Linked DNA regions of Mus musculus: region 2 is linked to region 1. The links are chromatin contacts, called in public Hi-C maps. All regions are on one chromosome and are shown on one strand. The core of a region is the stretch at or near the end of the contact, and the rest is flanking DNA. Distances in the headings are between cores, read along the strand shown. Region 1 overlaps As3mt (arsenite methyltransferase). Region 2 holds the start of Pcgf6 (polycomb group ring finger 6).

What was found. A called contact is a pair of places that touch in the nucleus more often than the background predicts.
Region 2: a contact with region 1 is called in a Hi-C map of bone marrow-derived macrophages, with 20 read pairs. The contact joins the promoter of Pcgf6 here to the enhancer-like site in region 1. A contact is called at or near these places in 3 of 39 promoter capture datasets (cranial neural crest, neural stem cells and second pharyngeal arch cranial neural crest), 22 of 484 Hi-C or Micro-C datasets (B cells, the C2C12 cell line, the G1E-ER4 cell line and 17 more), 9 of 115 datasets of contacts at active chromatin or transcription factors (the HPC-7 cell line, bone marrow-derived macrophages, effector CD8 T cells and 5 more) and 3 of 9 other capture datasets (adipose tissue, liver and pancreatic islet).

The regions. Positions count from the first base shown.
Region 1 is chr19:46,738,828-46,742,336 of GRCm38.p6, reverse strand. It overlaps As3mt (arsenite methyltransferase), which reads right to left. Exons shown (of 11, transcript NM_020577.3): 11 at 1,242-1,876. The coding sequence ends at 1,769. Among named protein-coding and RNA genes, the nearest start is that of Cnnm2, 21 kb to the left of the region's middle. Within about 2 kb of position 1,541, at least 8 of the 459 cell types and tissues checked have an H3K27ac peak or open chromatin away from gene starts, as enhancers often do. A contact at or near this core is called in bone marrow-derived macrophages, where this site is marked.
Region 2 is chr19:47,049,392-47,052,900 of GRCm38.p6, reverse strand. Pcgf6 (polycomb group ring finger 6) reads left to right here and starts at 1,995. Exons shown (of 10, transcript NM_027654.3): 1 at 1,995-2,450. The coding sequence starts at 2,082.

The DNA of each region.
Region 1 (3,509 bases), core at 292-2,791:
TTCCTCTTTATTGCATCCCTCTGAAAGGGCCATCCTGCGCTCAGGGAGTCTGCAGTGTGCTCGACCTCGCCAGTCTCACACTGCAGTCAATTGTAGCTGGGCACATAAGGGACTTTAGAGCCAGCAGCCTGAGTTGAATCAGGGTTCCTGAGACAAAGAGGGCGGGACAAAACTGTCTGTCAAAGTCAGTATGAGGGCACTCAGAATTCTGGAATGTCCCATTGGGAACATATCTCTTTTGAAAAAGATGAATCTGCCCTTAGAACTCACCCCAGTGTTCTATGGGCCTAAGCATCCTCAGACTCCCTAATTAAACACCTCTGAGGCCATGCTAACCTCACCTCTTCCTCTAGTGCCCAAATTCTCCTTTGCTGGGATCTCAGAATGACCAAGATTTTCTCACCAAAGCTTCTGTTGTTGAAGGCTGTTCCTTGCTCGTTTTTGAGGCCAGGTCTCACATACCCCAGGCTGGCTCACACTCTCTGTGGAGCTGGGGAGGGAGGACCTGTGCTTCTGGTCCTCCCAGCTCTACCTCCGAGTGCTGGGGCCTTAGGTTGTGCTGCCTCTCCTGGTTTCGCCTGGTACTGGAGAGCAAACGCAGAGCTTCCTGCCTAGACTACCAGGCAAGTATTCTACCAGCTGGACTGTGCCCTGGCCCCAGGGTTTACGTCTGATTTATCAGATCCTGATAAGGACCTGTGTCCCGTCATTGATTCTTCCTTTAATCCTCATAACTTCTTTAATATGGGCCCTAGAAGCAAACCCAGCATTTCCCTAAAGGTTTAATGAGAGCACCTTACAAGGGGAGAGAAATCCTGTTTGGATCTCTTAGCTTTCCTTTTTTCAAAAACATCACTTAAGACAGATGACGGGGGGGGGGGGGGGGGCTGGAGAGATGACTCAGCAGTTAAGAGAACTGACTGCTCTTCAAGAGGTCCTGTGTTCAAATCCCTGTGTTATTGTGTTATGACCCATGGGATCTGATTCCCTCTTCTGGTGTGTGTGAAAACAGAATATATATATATATATATATATATATTTTTTTTTTTTTTTTTTTTGGTTTTTTGAGACAGGGTTTCTCTGTATAGCCCTGGCTGTCCTGGAACTCACTCTGTAGATCAGGCTGGCCTCGAACTCAAAGATCCGCCTGCCTCTGCCTCCCAAGTGCTGGGATTAAAGGCGTGTGCCACCATGCCCGGCATAAAATATTTTTAAAAAGACAAACTACAGACATCCATTGTGGTATCAATTATCAAGGTGAACTGAAGTCAAATTTATTTTTTATTTGTTTTCTTTTTCATTCAGTTACAGAGAAAAAAATTGCAGACAGCAACCTAAAGAATACTCCTAGCAAATTTGAGTTGACAATCTTTTGTCATGGTTAGCATAAATTTAGTAAGTACTGTGCTTCCTGGTAACCACAGAGAAGAACCCAGAGGTGTCCTGTGGTAGGCCAGAAGGAAGATAATTCTCACAACGTTGATGATGCCTTTGGCCCTTTGAGTAAACCTTGGGCTTCCAAGTTCTACTTCTGACCACTAGGTGGCACCAGAACTCTGAGATAGAGAAATAGAAAAGCAGGCGATTTGCTGTGAACCTTCAATTAACATCCTCTAAAAGTCACTCTTATTCTTAGCAGTGGTCTAGCTTGTGGTGGCTTTGCCACCTTCACATAATCTGTGCACTGGCGAAGAGCAGGCTAAGAAGCCTCTGTGACTGTCCTTTAGCCACCCTCTTGAGCCCGGTGGGCTCCGCGCTGGCTGTAGATCTAGCAGTTTTTCCTCTTGCCACAGCAGCCTCCCGTGCCTTCAGGTGCATGTCTGGGCTTCATCTTGTCAGAGTCCTCTGCAAGCTTGAATGGATCTCTGATTAGAACCTGTCAAAAGACAAAGCAGAATGAGCATACAGAGGGGCACTGAAGCACCCCAACATTGATATTTCTGTTTGATGTGGGCTGATTTATCAAGGAAAGAGAAAATGTTAACCCTGTCCACCCTTGGAGGAGCACTGCCATCCTTTTGGGAGCACTGTCACCCTTGGAGGAGCACTGCCACCCTTTTGGGAGCACTGTCACCCTTGGAGGAGCACTGCCACCCTTGCGGGAGCACTGCCACTCTAGAATACAAATAACCTTTTAAGATAAGCCTTGTGGTACATAAATCTGTCCCCTACCTCAGCAATGTAGAAGTGGAGGCAGAAGGATCTGGACTTAAGATCATCTTTGATTGAATAGTGAGTTGGAGGCCAGCCTGGGCTACAAGTTAAGGAACAAAAGATGACTCTATGTTCTGGAAGCTCTAATTAGATTATCAGTCACTCTTCCAGGGTAACCTTTACTTTGTTCAAGAAAGGGAGGATTAATTTTTGGGTTTGTTGTTGTTGTTTTTGTTTCTTTTGAGACAGAGTTCCATGTAGCCCAGGCTGGCTTCCAACTCACAATGATACTAAGAGAATGTTGAGGGTATATACACATACACACACACACCCCACACACCCCAATTCATGCTGTGCTGGGGACTGAACCCAGGCTCTGTGCACGCAGACGAGAACTTTACCAGCTGAACTAGAACTCCACCCCAAAAGCGACTTTTATTGTTGTTCTGAGATTGTCTTACACTGAAACCTAGGTCGGCCTGGAACTCTTGGTGATCCTCCTGCCTCAGTTTCTTAAGTGCTGAAGCTACCATAGCCTGCTTAAAAGTAGTCTCTGCTGGGCCAGGGAAGCTGATTTCCCCCAATTGATTCCATGAGATTCCATGAGATGAGATCCTCATGAGCAAGCGCCTTTTACCCTTGGAACGGAAATCCTGAAATGCTATCTATGCCCTGTCCTCCAGAACTCTGTGCACGAGGCAGGAATGCTAAGTCTGCTGATGTCCAGATTAGAGATGGCCATCTCCAGTCACCCTGACCGTGGAGTGCAGAGTGCATTCGCTCAGGGGGGACAGCCGTCTTCACTTCTCCTTTTTTTTTTTTTTCCCCCAGAGCTGAGGACCAAACCCAGGGCCTTGCGCTTGCTAGGCAAGCGCTCTACCACTGAGCTAAATCCCCAACCCCACTTCTCCTCCTTTTATCTCAAATGAGCTGCCTCTTACAGTGGCCCCGGTGGACCAAGGGCCCACTGGGGCCAACGACAGGAAACCCAGGGCATGAACAAGGCACCTGAGGGTGAGGTACTCTGTGAAATTTGCATCCTGCTATCACTGATGGGCATTCCAAGAGGAGCCGGTAAGGCCACTATATTCAGGAGACTGATAGCCTTGTTTCAATGGTGGCCATGTTCTCACTGGCCCTCAGTTCCTTTCTTCTTTGTTAGAAATTTATTTATTTTTATTTTACGTGTACGGGTGTTTTTCTTGTTTGTGGCACCTGGGTGCTACACGTGTGCAGTGCCTGTGGGGACCAGAGGAGGAGGCTGAACCCCCAGAACTGGACTTACAGATGGCTGTAAGCAGCCATGCGGGGGGCTGGGAACCAAATCTGGGTCTTCTGCAAGAGAAGCAAGTGCT
Region 2 (3,509 bases), core at 746-3,245, 310 kb before region 1:
AGATTCCTGTAGTGTATGTCGGGGCGTCTCTGTAGTGCCAGGAGTTTGAGCCGTAAGTCTTCATGTGTCATTTGAGTGAAGCAGCAGAGAGCTCAGTCCAGGACCAGAAGTGGATATCTTTCAAACCTGCCTGTAGTTATCACCACTTCTGGCTAGGTCACACAAGCCAGAGGTTTCATAACTCCCAAACAGGACCACCAGTTGGGGACCACGTGTTCAAACACAAACCTGTGGAGGGACATCCATATTCAAACCATAGCATGTTCCTCTCAGTCCCCATAGGTTCCTGGGTTATCTCATAATGGAAAAATGTGTTTAGTCCAACTTTCGGGAGCCTCTACATCTTTTCTTGTTTGTTTTATTTTTACTTGTTTATTTTTAAAGATTTTATTTATTTATTTATTATATGTAAGTACACTGTAGTTGTCTTCAGATCTCATTAAGGATGGTTGTGAGCCACCATGTGGTTCCTGGGATTTGAACTCAGGACCTCTGGAAGAGCAGTCAGTGCTCTTAACCGCTGAGCCATCTCTCCAGCCCCTGTTTTATTTTTTAAAGATTTTTGTTTTGTTTTGTTTTTGTTTTTCAAGACAGGGTTTCTCTGTGTAGCCCTGGCTGTCCTGGAACTCACTCTGTAGACCAGGTTGGCCTTGAATTCAGAAATCAGCCTGCCTATGCCTCCTGAGTGCTGGGATTAAAGGCATGTGTCACCACGCCCGGCCTTTTTTAAAGATTTATTTACTTTATATACACAGTAGCTGTCTTCAGACACACCCGAAGAGGGCTTAGGATCCCATTACAGATGGTTGTGAACCACCATGTGGTTGCTAGGATTTGAACTCATGCCCTCTGGAAGAGCAGTCAGTGCTCTTAACTGCTGAGCCATCTTTCCAGCCAGCCCTGGGTTTGTTTGTTTGTTTGTTTGTTTTAGACAGTGTTTCTCTGTTATGCTCTGGCTATCCTGGAACTCACTCTGTAGACTGGCCTAGGACTCAAGAGATTTGCCCGTTTCTGCCTCAGTGCTGGGATTAAAGGTTCCTTTACCACTTGGCTCCAATTGAAAACTATATTTTATTTATTTTTCATTTTTATGTGTAGCATGTTTTGCTTGCATATATGTATGTTCACCATTTGCATCCCTGGTGCCCAGAGAGGACAAAAGACAGCATCTGGAACTAGATGGTTGTGAACAGCCATTTGGGTGCTTGGAAGAGGGGTTCTTCTTAAAGGGCCTCTCTGCACGAGCATCGAAGTGCTCTTAACAGCTGGAGCCATCTTTCCAGCTCAAGACACCTCCACGTTTAACTGTCTCAATAGTGTTCAAAAGTCCAAAGACACCCTTCAGTGGGTAAGGTCTGGAACTTTTCTCTTCCTTTTGGAGACAGGGGTGTTGGAGTGCTGCCCAGGTGGGTCTCAAATTCCTTGGCTCTAACATTCTGCCTACTCAAGGCTGAAATTAATAAGTAGGTAACCATACTTGGCTTATGTGGTTATTCTTATCAAAGCTGTCCTCTAACTTTTCCCCCTCATTTCTCAGAAATCATTTCGCGAATCAGTTCTCTCCCTCTAACATGGGTATTGAACTCAGGTCGTCACACTTGGAGGCAAATTTTTTACCTGCTGAGCCAGCTTAGGGTTTTTGTTTGTTTGTTTGGTGAGACAAGGTCTTACTAAGTAGATAGATGCCATTAACCATGGACGGAAAACCACAATTAGTCCTCAAAATGAAACCATCACTCCTAATTCAAGAACACATGGCATCTAGAGTTCAATGTTCCATGAATAAACTGGTGCAAGTAAAATACTGAAACTGTAGCATTTTAGACTCTCCTGAACAGCACACTGCAGGCTTCGACCGCGAAAACCGGTGAGCTTCCTTCAAGGCGTGGCCCACACGCCCCGCCCCAACCTGAGCAGCTCCGCCTCACCTAGGTAGCCTAGGTGAACCACACTTCCCAGCGGCCTCTGCGGAGCGCCGGCGCCTGCGCACTGGTACGAAAGGGGGCTCGTGCTCAACTCGCGCGCTAGCCGTCCGACTCGCCTTGCCTCGCTCTCAACTCGCCAGATTTCTGATCCCCGCCATGGACGAGGCTGAGACGGACGCCACGGAAAACAAGCGCGCCTCTGAGGCCAAGCGAGCCTCAGCCATGCCGCCACCGCCACCGCCTCCGCCTCCCATCTCTCCGCCCGCCCTCATCCCGGCACCCGCGGCCGGCGAGGAGGGCCCGGCGTCCCTGGGCCAGGCGGGCGCTGCCGGCTGCTCTCGCTCTCGGCCCCCGGCGTTGGAGCCCGAGCGCAGCCTGGGCCGCTTGAGAGGCCGCTTCGAGGACTACGATGAAGAGTTGGAAGAGGAGGAGGAGATGGAGGAGGAAGAAGAGGAGGAGGAAGAGATGAGCCACTTCTCTCTGCGTCTGGAGTCCGGACGGGCAGACTCCGAGGACGAGGAGGAGGTATCGACGACCCTGCCAGACCTGGCTGCGCTCGAGCGGCCTCTGGGACCCAGCGGGGCGCAGACCTGTGGTTGCCGTTGTCGCTGGAGCTCGCGGCGCTTGTGTAGCGCTCCATCCCCGCCCACCCAGGCGTGGCCTCTCTCCGGCTTCATTTATTTTGTGGAGTCCTTGCAGATCATTTAGGGCACTCTGGGTCCCGTTTTTTTGTTTGTTTTTGTTTTTGTTTTTTTTACATTCTGTAAAAGTCTTTGCGTAACGTGGAGGGAGTTAGATGTCTAAGGCTACTGGCAGGTGTACTCTTTTTTTTCTGCAGGATGTTGAGAGGGTTTGGGACCCCTCCCCCATTAAAAATAAATAACAAATGTGTGAAGAAAGGCATCCCGGGGATAGGGTGTAGGCCAGTTGATACAGTGTATCTCTGCCCTGCAGGACGCTCGGAGTTCGAGTCACAGCACTGTCTACACTGGATGTGGTAGTAGACACTTGTTACTACCAACATTCGTGAGGCAGAGGCAGCAAGTTCAAAGTCATCCTTGGTAATGTGGGGAGACCAGGCAGGTTTAAGGGCTTTTTGTAAACCAACAAAAGAACAGGTGCCTTTCACTGTTAGTTTCCTATATGTCAGAGAACTGGGACCGCTTAGATACAGTGTTTTCTTTAGATTGGATATTTTGAAGGGTTGGAGTGCAATTAAGTTACACTGCTTATAATGAAATCTTGGGATCATGGCTTAACTTGTTTTGAAATGAGACCTTGTAGTGTTGGCTTTGGACTGGGTTTGATGTTGTGATTTTAAAAAGATAAAGGGGTATTAATATATGTTCTATGGGGGTGTGGCGAGGTGTGGGGGAAGGGGGTGCCCCAGCGGGCCCATGCCAAGGCATCCCTTACCCCTGAGGGACCAGCCACACGACGATATAGTATAGAATAGAGTTTATTCAGGGCATGGGGAGGGAAGTTAAGAGGGTAGTAGAGGCAGAGAGAGAGAGACAGAGTAGAGAAGTGGAGGAGGGCCATGACCACGTGTAGAGAGGGCGGGAAGGGAATGGGGAGAGAGAT